Regions from separate parts of the Mus musculus genome. Here regions 1 and 2 are each linked to region 3. The links are chromatin contacts, called in public Hi-C maps. All regions are on one chromosome and are shown on one strand. The core of a region is the stretch at or near the end of the contact, and the rest is flanking DNA. Distances in the headings are between cores, read along the strand shown.

Region 1 (4,359 bases), core at 987-3,486, 200 kb before region 3:
CATTAATTTGGAATTAAACAGTCTATCCTTGCCTTCAGGTCAAGGGCAGGATTGGCTATCACAGTCTTGAAAATAGAGATAAGATGTCCCTCTGGAAAACAAATAACAAGTGCATGAAAGATTTGTGTTCAGTGAAGTGAGAGGTGCTTTCTTAAACTGCAAACCACAGTACCCACAGTGGATCCACATTTCACCTTTGGTATTGCCCAGTTGTAGCTGAAGTTTCCAAGATCATTCAAGGACAGCTGATCCTCTACTTTATGCATTTGTGATGGATAAAATGTCCTTGGTTACTGAGCCAGGACTTTTGAGTTTTCTCTATCTAGCATGCTGTCTTTTTAGCATCTAAATTGGATAAAATCTAAAACCCTAAGGAGTTCCTGGCACACTTCCGTTTTCTAAGTGAACTTTTCACATAACATTTATTTTTAAAACATTACTTCAACTATTGTCATGCATTTATAAAATAAATTGTTATTGTGTTTCTTAGTTGATTATGAACTTTCAAGGTTCATGCATTGTGTTGAAAATAGGGTCTGTTACTCTTTACATCTTTTCTATCTCTCTCTGAAAAGATTATCAAATTTTACAATGGGTTCTCAGACTTTCCTGTAGCCATAGATACTGTTATGAACTGAAAGTTTATTTCATCTTTTTGACAGGTTGTTTCATAGAAATGCTGAGATAAAAGTGTTCTCATTTTATAAGCATATGTAATGTTGGTCTTTTTAGAAGAAACATTTCATTAATCTTCAGATATTGAGAGACTGACCATTTTAAAATCATTTTTGAAATCGTTACTTATATATTTTGAAATCGTTATATATATCGTTACTTATATATTTTGAAATCGTTATATATATACATATACATACCTATATCTATACCTATACCTATACCTATACCTATACCTATACCTATACCTATACCTATACCTATACATATACCTATACATATATACATGTGTGCCAATGGGCATGCAGTTGCGCTCAGAGGAAAGAATATGGTATCAGATTTCCTTAAACTATAGTTCAGGAGGTTGTGAACCACCAGAAGTAGGTTCTGAGAACCTCCACAAGAGCTGCATTTCTCTTAAATGCTTAGCCAATCTCCATTGCCAATTTTTAAAATCTTATTCACAGACAGTTATTTTTAGTCCCCACTATACCACATTAACAACAGAAAACAGAACCACACTACTATTATTTCTCAAAGGTAAAGAGAAAATAATTACACTCCTTTGTTTTCTTGGCCTTGCCAACTTCTGCTATAATTACATAATTAGGAAATTATCTTAAAGTCAGTAAATCAGAGAAGGTGTAATGGAAAGACGGAACTAAAATTAATTGTGTGCTAACTATATCTACTGATACTATTATTAGTGAAAATATGTGAAAGAAATATGAATATTTACTCATCCTTCCATTTGCACACTTTTGTTCACTGTATAACATAAGCTCTGTGAAGAGATGTTTTGTTCTCACTAGGGATTTCCACAGTTCTGATGAGGAATTTGAAATGAGATTTCAATATGAAATATCTTAAATAATATACTCACTTTCTGGTTCTGATTCACCTTATCGACTCTATACATAGCACAATATGACCAACATACAAATTAACTGAACTTGTTTTCATGGGGAAGATTAGAAGACATACAAATAGTACAGAACTCCAATACAGTGCACCTATAATATGTGCTTTCCATACAAATAAGCATATATAGCGCTTCAATTTGCTTATAATTAAAAGGAAAGACATCTGACACGTTAATAATATGGGAAATGTTGAGATAAACAGAAAAAATTAAATCGTTTCATAAGGTCAATTGTATTTGAAATAAAAACAAAGCAGTTATTAATTTTGTGCTGACACACCAAGATCTGTCAACAAGCAATAAGAATCTGTTTACACCTTGGCAGATGGCTCCTCAGGCAGTTAACACAGCGGGAAACAGGTTTATAAAGGAACCTGCCAAACAAAATAGGGCAAAGCTAAACCATACTAGGAGGAGAGTTCTCTGCTTTATGCTCTCTCTTAATAGGGGGTGGGGGTGGGGGGGACATGCCTTATAGCAATGTACATCAAAAAGAGATTCTGATTAGAAATAGAACTTTAAATTAAACAAACATTGCAAATCCAATCTGAGCTTAAAAATCGATGCCCATAAATAAGAATCTTCTTGGCCACCAGTTATATGGGAGACATAAACACCTGCTTCCTATAGCAGCTGTCAATTTTAAAAATCAAGAAAGTTAATAAAACACAGAAGGAAACCCCCAGCAATAGGAGGCTCTGTCATGGGCTAATATAACTTGTTTTGTGGAGAACATACTATGGGTATAGAGGATGGTATGAAATCCCTTTACTTGTGTCTTGGTTTCCTTCTTAGGCACTGCTGATGTGTCTCCAAGTGTTTATACACTATTGTCTCCCCCTGAGGCCATTCCTGTCCTCTGTCATGTACTATCATATGTGACCTCACAACATTACTACATGGATAGGTAGTAACATTCTCCTATGTGAAACAGTCACTATAATTTTGTTAGCAGTAATGCCTTCCTGAATGAAAACATATAAAAGTTTCCTTTTTAGAAAAAAAAAATCATAAGTAAAAGCTAAAAGGTGATTGAACTTGCAAAACAACCCACCCAAATTTTAAAATACTTCAGTGATTTTCATGGACCTTGATTTTAAAATAAACTATTACACTGATAAAAATTGATGTTTAAATTCCTAACATAGACTATCTAATGACTTGACTGAACACATAGCACAGCCATTGACTGTACAATCTGAAAAGTTTAAGACAGTATGTAGTATAGAGCCTTGCTATTACCAAGTTCTTTTCCTTGAATAAAATCAGTCACCGGGTTATGAAAAGAATTCTCAGAGAAGCTGAAGCATGGTTTTACTTTCAAGAACATGGGTTCCTGAATATAATGATATATTCAACTCATACTAATTGTAGGCATAATATTGCTTCAAAGGAGGAATGTCCAAAGAATCACATTGGGGTCTGATGTAGGCATCCATAAACACCAACCTCAAACCAACATGCCCAGTTCTTCGCATCCTGCCATTTTTGCTGATTACTTTTATGGTTTTTAATCTGTCCTCTTCCTAAATAGGACAAAGAGTAAGTGTAATAAAAGAAGGTTCTGCTCTCAGATCTGCCTATCATTACAAAGAATTGTACATTTTCTCTCTTGTATATGACATCAAAATAGTATGTAACTTCTTCATAAAATGGGAGATCTTTTAAAAATCCATTCAGTTATTTAGAAAAAAAAAGCTTGTTGTACAAATGTCATATAATATTATTGTATTATGTAATTTTGTCATTAACCTGAACTAAATTCACAATGAAAACTTGGTCAACATTCAAAAGTCATAGTTCTTTCACTTTAGGAGAAAATACATGTTTTTTTTTCCTAAAGGTATTAAAGGCTATTTAACACACAACAGAATCCAGCTCTTACAAATTTCCGAAGAAGGCAAAATTCTACGGAGCTCATTTGTCAACATTTTCACAGAAATCCCTGATTAAATAAAATAGGGCAAGTTAGAGGCCAATAAGGTGACATGGAGAAAGTAAGACTGATGTTCTGCACCTTTACAGAAACCTAAAGCTCTGGGTAGTTTCCTTTCCCAGACAGTGAAGGCAGAAGGAAAAGTAGATTGACCGCAGAGAACTCTTAAAAAGTAAAACCATGGCAAGTTAGTTCATTAATAAACTAACAGATAGTAAATGTTTAATAGGTGTCCTCCAGGGACCCTTGTACTTTACTCCTGTGGAATTTAACATCTATGTGCCTGTGACTACACAGTTCAGTTCTAGAAATTACATCCTTGAAATAGTCATCACAACAAGATACATCAAAGTGAAACATTTTATCCTTCCTATGTTAAGCATCAGTTATCTCCATACCACCATGAGAGCAAATAGTGTCAGATAGCTTAAAAACAATTTAAACATTACATCATTAATTTAATTGTGTTATTCTGCTACATAGTAAAAAGTGTATGGGGCTTTTCATCTGCCCACCCAGACCTCAGAGATCAGGCTAAACAGTGAGGTAGTTATGTTGACTAAGTAATTAGTAAGGAGTGACTCTGCCATCCCCTGAAACATCTGTGCAAAATTGTTTCACTTCATGCCCATAAGCCAGCCAATGCTAATACAGACACCTGCTCTTCTCCTTGACATCACTTCTGATGCAGTGAATTATGCCTTCGTTGCTGGATCTGCTCAGATTGCTGGCCATTTAAAAGAGAGTAAATAAAAGGCCCCAGAGACGAATCTAGAAGGCTATCACCCTGAGCACACACTTGTTAGCTGATTTCTGAGTATGTTTT
Region 2 (4,231 bases), core at 379-2,878, 180 kb after region 3:
CTTAGTTTCTCATTTCTCTCCCAAGTATCCGGACATGAATCTATCATTTGCAAATCACAATTCTAAGTGTTTCGTATTTTAAAGTTTACTTCCATTTTTTTTTAAAGCATGCATTAGAGCAGTATTGAAAAATAGGAGTATTTTTTCTAAATATTTTCCTCTACCAAATCTGAGCGAGCATTATTTTTACCCAGGATTCTGTTCTTTTCTTTAAAGCTTAAGTCTTTGTCATCTTTCACATTCTGTAAGGCCATTTAGAATAAGTGAAAAGTTTCGATTACTCTATATGGCTACAATTTCCCTTTTTCTACACATTCATTGTTGTCGTTGCTATATAGCATCTCGGCTTAGGGGCTTTGAAAAATAGATTGGAGTGATTGATAGATCAAAACATGTTGAATTTTCACCTGAATTTCAGTTTTGGGGAATAAATGAAACAATTCCTGTCAAAGAAATGTCAACTTGGCTCTAGGAGGCAAACATTCCTAACAATTTCTGTGCATGGTAGGGGTCAATAAATAACTGCCCCATTGTTTAGTAATTAACCCTAGTAGCAGTGAAGAATTAGAGGTAGAACATATAAAGAGAAGAATCAACAAGACAAAATGCTTAGGAAACAGGAAAGTGGAACACAGAGCAGAAGCAATATTGTTTTCTGCCAAAGGGCCAAATCCTTTTTATTTTTATTTAACTAAAGCACACAAGAGGGAGAGAGGGAGGGAGGGAGGGAGGGAGGGAGGGAGGGAGGGAGAGAGAGAGAGAGAGAGAGAGAGAGAGAGAGAGAGAGAGAGAGAGAGAGAGAATGGGAAAGAAAAACAGACAAAGAGTGGGTAAAACTGACTACAAGTGTACTAACTTTGAAACAGAAGAAAATCCAAAGCTCAATTTTACCCAGTTTACCCAGTTATTTTCTGCCAGCTCCATTGGTTTACATTGTCTACATGAGCATATGCTAAACTTATAGATAAAACAAATAAACAAAAAGTTTCTCTTGGTTCATATTTTGTGTTTACAGTTACTGACACAGGACCTTACACTTATCAGAAACTCTGTCGTTCACCCATTCATTCACACGACACATGAAACACTTATTAAGTGTTCTGCCCAGATGTTAATGGTATGTCAGTGAAGAAAGAAAATATCACTATACTGTTTGCAAATTCTGCCTGCAGGGAGCATAATAGTACATCATAAAACAAAGTCATCACATGTTCATACCATGAAGCCAACAACCTGCAGGAGAACGCACATGCTGCAACTTCCTGGGTGACTAAACTTGAGCAAGCTGCATATTAGCCATTTCGTGCCTCAGTTACTTTTTTCTTTAGTAAAATGGTAATATGAGTTAATAGATGTGCTCATGTGTATGAGTGAGTAAAAGCTCTCAGATCAGTATTTGGCCATAATAAGAACAATGTAAGTGTGAGCTATTGTTTGATGGGAGAACCTGATCTACATTTAAAATGGTAATAAATAGCTCTCAGTTAAAAGGGATAGATGCCAGAGAAATCAAGACAATGAAACCCAATATAAAAATATGAATGAATAGTGAATGTATCATTTGCTTGGTGTTGACTGTAGACCGCAGGTCAGTGACTAAGCTTGTTGCTTATTGGATGTGTCTCTGTCCCCATTTGCTCATCTCTGAAGAAACGGTGACAGATGGCCTTCTCCACAGCCACTCTCTTAGGATTGGCAGAAATAGCAGTTATTGTGTGCTGGCTGCTGTCACTGTGACCTGGTCATATACAGCCTGATTGGTATATCACAGGAAAGCACCTTAGCATAGTTTAGCATGACTCTCATCAGAATTTCTTCAAACTGTTAAATGTGTTCTGACTTCATGGTTATCTACAGGAGTCCATGTAACTAGATTTCCTTAAATGTATTCTGGATTGTCATTCTGGTATTTTTACAAATCTAAGTTTGCTATCTTGGGTAATTTTTGTCTGTAACTTTAAGTAAAACTGGCCTTTAAAAATATCTTCTCTAATATATTGTTAACAAAATTATAGTTGGCTTCATATATTGATTTAACAACTTATCCTTATCTTTCTGTTTTGTAAAATGATTCCATTTTTTAAAGTGTCATAGCAATCCCCATTTATTGAATTACTAATTTGAGTACTTCAGTCTTCTCTAAGCCTAATGCTTGCTCTCAGTCGTTTTTCTTGAATTCCATTTCTTTAACAAATCCCATTATGATGGATCCTCACTCCACCCCCCATAGGCCAATGTGCTTTTCTCAACTCACGCAAACCACAATCGCTTATTTTATCAAGAATTTTTATATTTCTTTATAAATACTCACTAGGCATTCCTAATTTTAATATACATTAAGTTAGCCATTATTTGTACTTCTGTTATTAACCTAGATTTATTTTCTATCTTGACTGTTTTATTGATATAAGTAGACATTGGGATATTCTAATCAACTCAAATTTAAGCTCTCAAGTTCAATGACTTTGTCTACTTCTACTTCTATTTTCTTTGTTGCTTTTGTTGTTTGGTTTATTTGCTTCTTTTTTTGTTTTTTTCCTTTAGCTTTGTTCATTGTTCGTTGATGATCTTCTTGGGTTAATCAAATAATTAATTTCCTGGAAACTGTACCTCTAAGCGTCTTTTAAGTACTGTTGTTTGTCCATATACCATAAACTTTGACAAATAGTATTTGCAATATCACTTTATTATAAATATTAAGACGTTTTGTTTTGTTTTGTTTTGTTTTGTTTTGTTTTGTTTTGTTTTGTTTTGTTTTGTTTGAGACAGGGTTTCTCTGTGTAGCTCTTGCTGTCCTGGAACTCACTCTGTAGACCAGGCTGGCCTCGAACTCAGAAATCCGCCTGTCTCTGCCTCCCAAGTGCTGGGATTAAAGGCGTGCACTAGCACGCCTGACAAGATATTCTTTGTAATTACTTCTCAACTTTCTCTGTAGTCTAAGGTTAAATAAATAATTCTTAGAAATAATATATGTGTGTTTTCTCTTTCAATTTATTTATTTATTCACTTTACATCCCAATCACTGGCCCCCTCCTCACACACACACACACACACACACACACACATCCTCCTGCACACCTCCTCCCATTCTCCTATGAGAAGATGGAGTCCTCTACCCCTTATCCTGCCCTGCCACATCAATTCTCTGAAAAGCTAGACACATCCTCTCCTACTGAGGCCCTACAAGGCAGCCTAGGTAAGGGAGCAGGGTCCACAGACAGGCAACAGCTCTAGGGGCAGCCATTGCTCCAGTTGTTGGGGGACCCACATGAAGATCGAGGTGCACATTAACTACATATATGTGGGAAGCCTAGGTTCCAGCCTGTCTCTGCTTTTCCGTTGAGGTTCAATCTCTGGAAGCCCCCAAGGTTGTTGACTCTGCTGGTCTCCTCTGGAGATCCTATCCCCTCCGTGGCCCTCAAATCTTCCCCATATTTCTATATAAGACTCCTGAGCTTAGCTTTAGGCCTCTGCATCTATTTCAGCCAGCTGCTCAGTGGAGCTTTAGCCATAAACTATTAAAATACAGTGGATTACCATTCTCCATGACGTTCATCTTTATCTTAAGGATATCAGCCATATTTAATTCTGAAAATTAAGCTTAATGCTCTAATCCCTGATAAGGGAGAGTTGCTTCTAATACCAACGATGTGCTTGATTATTAAATACTGCTAACTACTGAGTTCACTACCAGGTTAGTGAAACAAAATTGTCAGATAAATGTGAAATGTATAAATTAATAAATACAGCAGGATCTTTATTAATGAGGTTATTTATAAAAGGGAGGCATCAAGTCAAAGGCTATATTTTTCTCACAGGACTATCTTGATGCATTTAAATATAAATCATAAAAATAAATGTTTTCCCAGAAACAAATATTAACTTTTTTAAAAATACTAACATTTTATTAATGTCACTCTGTTGGTCAGAATATGCTACAGGCTTTTTAATTTTTTTATTCATTCCTTGAGAATTTCAAACAGAATATTTTACCATATCCTTTTCCACCCTCTAGCTTCTCCTAAATTCCTCTGTCCATCCACTCAACTTCATATCGCTGTTTCTTAAAAAGGAAACTTTTACAACTGAAAGGGAATTAGAGTTGGTTTCATGATTAAAATAGTCGTACTATTTCTCTTACATTGTAGTTATAATTTCCTCTTTTGTTTCTAAACTTACCTTCTATTTTTCTCTCTTCCCCAGGAAAAATTATGACATCAACATCCAAAGG
Region 3 (4,334 bases), core at 211-2,710:
GCGCACACACACACACACACACATGCACACACACACATGCACACACACATGCACACACACACACGCACACACCCACACACACATGCACACACACACATGCACTCACACACACATGCACACACACACATATGCACACACACCCACACACACACCCACACACACATGCACACACACACATGCAACACACACACATGCACACACACACACACACACATGCACACACACACACACATGCACACACACACACACACACACACACACACACACACACACACCCCAGAACTTCCTTTCTCCAGTGCTCTGCTAAGAAGTACAGGGATACTTACTGTATCATTTGAAGAGAGTTTAACTAGACTACTTTTTCTACCTGTATCATTACACACATCATCCACTTGCTTCCTGTCTGCTGCCTATTTCCAATCAGAATGCGAAGATTATGAAACAAAATCAAGGTTCACAGAAATCAGTCAGCGATACTCTGATTGTCGTTATATTTACTAAATGTGTGAATTTATTCCTTGATTCTTGAGTGTAAGAGGAGCCCCTAAATATACTTTCTATATGTATTTGAATCGTAGTCTAAAAGTAAATTTCGAGGATTGACTTGTAGTCCAACAAAATAAACAAAAACTTTGCAAAGTGGAGCTCTATCTATCTATCTATCTATCTATCCATCCATCTATCCTTTCTTTCTCTCTCTTCCTTCTTCCTTCCTTCCTTCCTTCCTTCCTTCCTTCTTTCCTTCCTACCTTTCTTTCTGTCTTTCTATCTATCCATCCATGTATCTATCTATCCATCTATCTTTCTATGTGTCTATCTACCTATGAATTTATATTTTAATGTTGCTTACAGAGAAGAGTCAATTCTGAGCACAACACTGCCCTTCACATTTACAACCTTCCCAAATCACTGAGAATTTGGTTCCAGACAATCTGCCCCTCCTATTTTAGTTTAATTTTAATCACCCCCCAACCTGACCCCGGACTTTAGCTGGTCAACCCCAGTGAAGAACAAACACAGGCAGCAGATACAAGGGACTGGAGAAGGTTGCCTGCATTGAGCTCCCTGCTGTCGCCTTCTGGCTGGACAGTCCGTGCCAAATAGCGCCTGGGGGGTGGGGGTGGGGGACAGCAATAAGGAACTGACAGAAGCGGTTGCTGCAAGTCCACAGTTTGACCTAAAAGGAGAGTGGAGGAGGGTGGCAGACTAAGAGTCTGCATATCGGAGACGCAGCAATGGAACCAGTGGCTATGTGTGCGCGCACAGGTGCCACAGGCCTGGAGAGCAATGCTGTGTCTCTGCAGCCTCCCGACTCAACACACGCGGTGGCTTGCTGAAACTGCATCCGCAGCCGAGCGTGGGTACTCCCAGGCACAGTCACCGGAGGAAGAGCCAAAGGAAAGGGCGCGAAGGGGGTTAGCATGGAGCGGCAGGGTATTGGGGCAAGACCCACAGGCTCATTTTGGAGCTCCTCTGGTGGGAACCTGTACCCGGCTGCTATGCTCCTCCCTTCTCTTCCCAACTCTCGGTGATCATCTCCATCTCCCCTCGCGCATCCCTTCCCCCCTCCCTGCTTTCTTTGCTCTCCCTCCCTGCCGCGTGCCTGCTCCCCTCCCCCTCTCCTGGCTGCTCTGGGCAGCAGCAACCTCGGCAGCCCGGGAGATGGGAAGAGAGCGCGCGGGGCGCTGCAGCTCTGGAGCCCTGGATCTTTCCTCACCCGGTGCCTTGAGACCCCGCCGCCGCTCTCGCCTCTTGGCTACCCCCGGACTCCGGCTACGCTACTAGGACAGCGCCGCCACCACCGCCAGCCCTCGTCCCGCCCGCGCCGCGCTGCCCTCCCGCGCCCTGGATGGAGCTTTCCCTCGCTGGGATCGGTGAGTACCAGAGACTCTAGGGGGTCAGGCACAGGACTGAGCGCCCACCGTACATCGTTAGATGAGGCACCCCGACCACCTGCTGGGTACCCTCCTGGCACAGGTCCCCGGGGACATTTGGTTTTAACTCAACCAGCTTGGAACTTGAACCCTTTCTCTTCCAGAGATAGCTGCTTGTACATCTTAGTCCCTTGTCACCCTCCTGCCCTCCCGCTGCTACCCTCATTCCCCGGGCAGATAGCCTTCTCCTGGTGTCACTTCAAAGAGAGTCATTGCTGCCCTTGTTGTCCCCAGGTTTTTGTGAATTCTGTCTTCTGCCTAGCGCTCGGACCTAGGTTTCTCCACAAAGTCCTCCTCTGACCCACCTTCCCTCAAAGCCTGACCACAGAGTCATTGGTCCTGCCATCCCGTTCCTCCTCAGAGACTTAGTGAATGCTGACCTCATTGCTTCCACATGATGCTGTCTTGAAGCTTTTCTGACACTCACCTCCAAACCCACACTGACACGCGGTGTGTTCTGTTTATTGTGTCTCTGCACCTGGGCTATTAAGGTGATAATCAACCATGGAAAGAGGACAAAAACAGGAAATCTTTTGGGACTAAACTTTTTGTCATTGTTTCAAAGTGCCCAACTATTTACATCGCTTAGATTCCTTCTTGTCTGAGGGCTTGTCCGCTGAGCACAAGGAAGGGCCCATATTATTTTACCTGTTATCACAGAATCTACCTTTTTTTCAGGTTTAGAGCAGAGCACCTTACACAGTCCAGCTGTGAATCTCCCTAAGCTACGCCACCAAATCTCGGCGGCAACTTTTAAGGATAGGCAGCTTTTTTAAAAAGAGGTGGAACCAGACATACCGTTTACAATCGCTTTATTATTGTTGTTATGATTTTAAATTTCAATAAGTTAAAGCCCTTATTTCCTTTGTGTTTATTGACCTAAGAGCGGAAGGTTGTACAGAGAACTTCCACACCACGCGCTTCAGGGGCGGTGTAGGTGTAGTCTCTAGCTATCCTAATGAGTTTCCTGAATGCAGCAGACCTTCCTGCTGGAATCAGGCTTATCATTTGTGGTTAGCTTGAACAAAAATAAGCATTGTGTTCAAAGAGTGAATCTGACGGGGAGTGGAGGGTTCCTGTGAACAGGAAAGGAGGTGATTTAAATACTAAAATTTGTATTCAAGATTCCTCTGTGCTGTAGTGAAAAGCAAGATCCCATACAACTTATGATTTACATTCAAACAACTTGTAAAATATTGTGTGGCGGCATCTTACTGCACAGACGTGAACATAGGGTTAATGTTTAAGGAAAATTGGGAGTATTCAAAGAAATGTAAGAAACTTTGAAGGGGAATACCCTATTTAAGAATGGACTGTGTGAATAAGTGTTTTGATATTACTGTAAGCAATTTAGGGGGAATGAGACTTGACTTGCCATTCTCCTGTTTGCAGTTGGTGGAGAGGATGATGTTTTCAGTCCTCTTCTTGGACAGGCGATTCTCCCTCTATATAAAATAGAAAGGGAAATTTGATCAAATATACGATGAGTTTGTTTACCAATGATTACCTTTAAAATCCCACCTTTCCCATTGTCAAGCATTTTATTTCACTTTGCTTTCTTGGTAGTCCTTGTCTCAGGGCAGGAGCAAAGTGACCAGCAGTGGTTTTCAGCAAATGTGTTCAGCTGCACCAAAATTCACGAGGGCCAGGTGTACTACTGTTGGTTTCCTAAATACAGAAATTTGCCTAATTAACCTTACTGTTGGACTAAGAAAAATACTCAAAACTATGTATTTAAGTTTGCAACTGCTGCAGACATTCACATATGGCATGCCGAGTGGACAATAGGCGACTTAGAAGATGAATTAAAGAATCTTTTAAATTTCCCTCTGGAGATATTTGTATTTTGTTTAGCAATAGGGTAATTGGTATGTACAGTATATCCAGCAATAATGAGTCTTCACTGAATAGATACGTCACAGTTGAACGAAGCAGAGCTTGGAGTAATGCTGAATGCTCTGTTTTTGTGGTAAGCAGAAGTTGAGATCAAAGCATTCTAACAGCATTGTAGTTTATGTCAAAATATTAACACTGCCTAAGAATCATCTATGAACATGAAAATGAATTTCTCATAAAATAGAGCAGAGGTTCTTGTTATGGATTCTTATACAGAAGTCAAAACCCTTCTGGATTTAAAGGTCCTGTAGTTAGGAAGACTCTGCAAAATCATCAAATATAACAGATGAAGAGACAGGAACACCAGTATTGGAATGGTGCATTGGTGAGTGTGTGATGCTCTTCTTTACATTGCTACCAAGAGGACAGGTGTAAAGTCAATATTTGCCTTGGCAAAGGGGATTAGCAGTTGTGTAAATGACACAGGAATTTCATCAACAAGTTGCCTTTAGTCCATGCATGGTTTTACTGAGAATGTAAGGTGAAGAGATAAAGGCTGAGGGA

Evidence for each region. A called contact is a pair of places that touch in the nucleus more often than the background predicts.
Region 1: a Hi-C map of cerebellar granule neurons shows a contact between it and region 3, with 3 times the contacts expected there. The contact joins the enhancer-like site here to the promoter of Fut9 in region 3. A contact is called at or near these places in 4 of 484 Hi-C or Micro-C datasets (brain, cerebellar granule neurons and cerebellum) and 1 of 115 datasets of contacts at active chromatin or transcription factors (kidney).
Region 2: a Hi-C map of cerebellar granule neurons shows a contact between it and region 3, with 2.0 times the contacts expected there. The contact joins the enhancer-like site here to the promoter of Fut9 in region 3. A contact is called at or near these places in 2 of 39 promoter capture datasets (hippocampal neurons and pre-B cells), 8 of 484 Hi-C or Micro-C datasets (brain, cerebellar granule neurons, cerebellum and 3 more) and 1 of 115 datasets of contacts at active chromatin or transcription factors (embryonic forebrain).

Annotation. Positions count from the first base shown.
Region 1 is chr4:25,998,163-26,002,521 of GRCm38.p6, reverse strand. No RefSeq gene overlaps it. Among named protein-coding and RNA genes, the nearest start is that of Gm24965, 60 kb to the right of the region's middle. Within about 2 kb of position 2,236, at least 2 of the 459 cell types and tissues checked have an H3K27ac peak or open chromatin away from gene starts, as enhancers often do. A contact at or near this core is called in cerebellar granule neurons and cerebellum, where this site is marked.
Region 2 is chr4:25,620,793-25,625,023 of GRCm38.p6, reverse strand. Fut9 (fucosyltransferase 9) reads left to right here. Exons shown (of 3, transcript NM_010243.3): 3 at 4,204-4,231. The coding sequence starts at 4,212. Among named protein-coding and RNA genes, the nearest start is that of Gm24977, 56 kb to the right of the region's middle. Within about 2 kb of position 1,628, at least 4 of the 459 cell types and tissues checked have an H3K27ac peak or open chromatin away from gene starts, as enhancers often do. A contact at or near this core is called in cerebellar granule neurons and cerebellum, where this site is marked.
Region 3 is chr4:25,797,129-25,801,462 of GRCm38.p6, reverse strand. It overlaps Fut9 (fucosyltransferase 9), which reads left to right and starts at 1,460. Exons shown (of 3, transcript NM_010243.3): 1 at 1,460-1,874.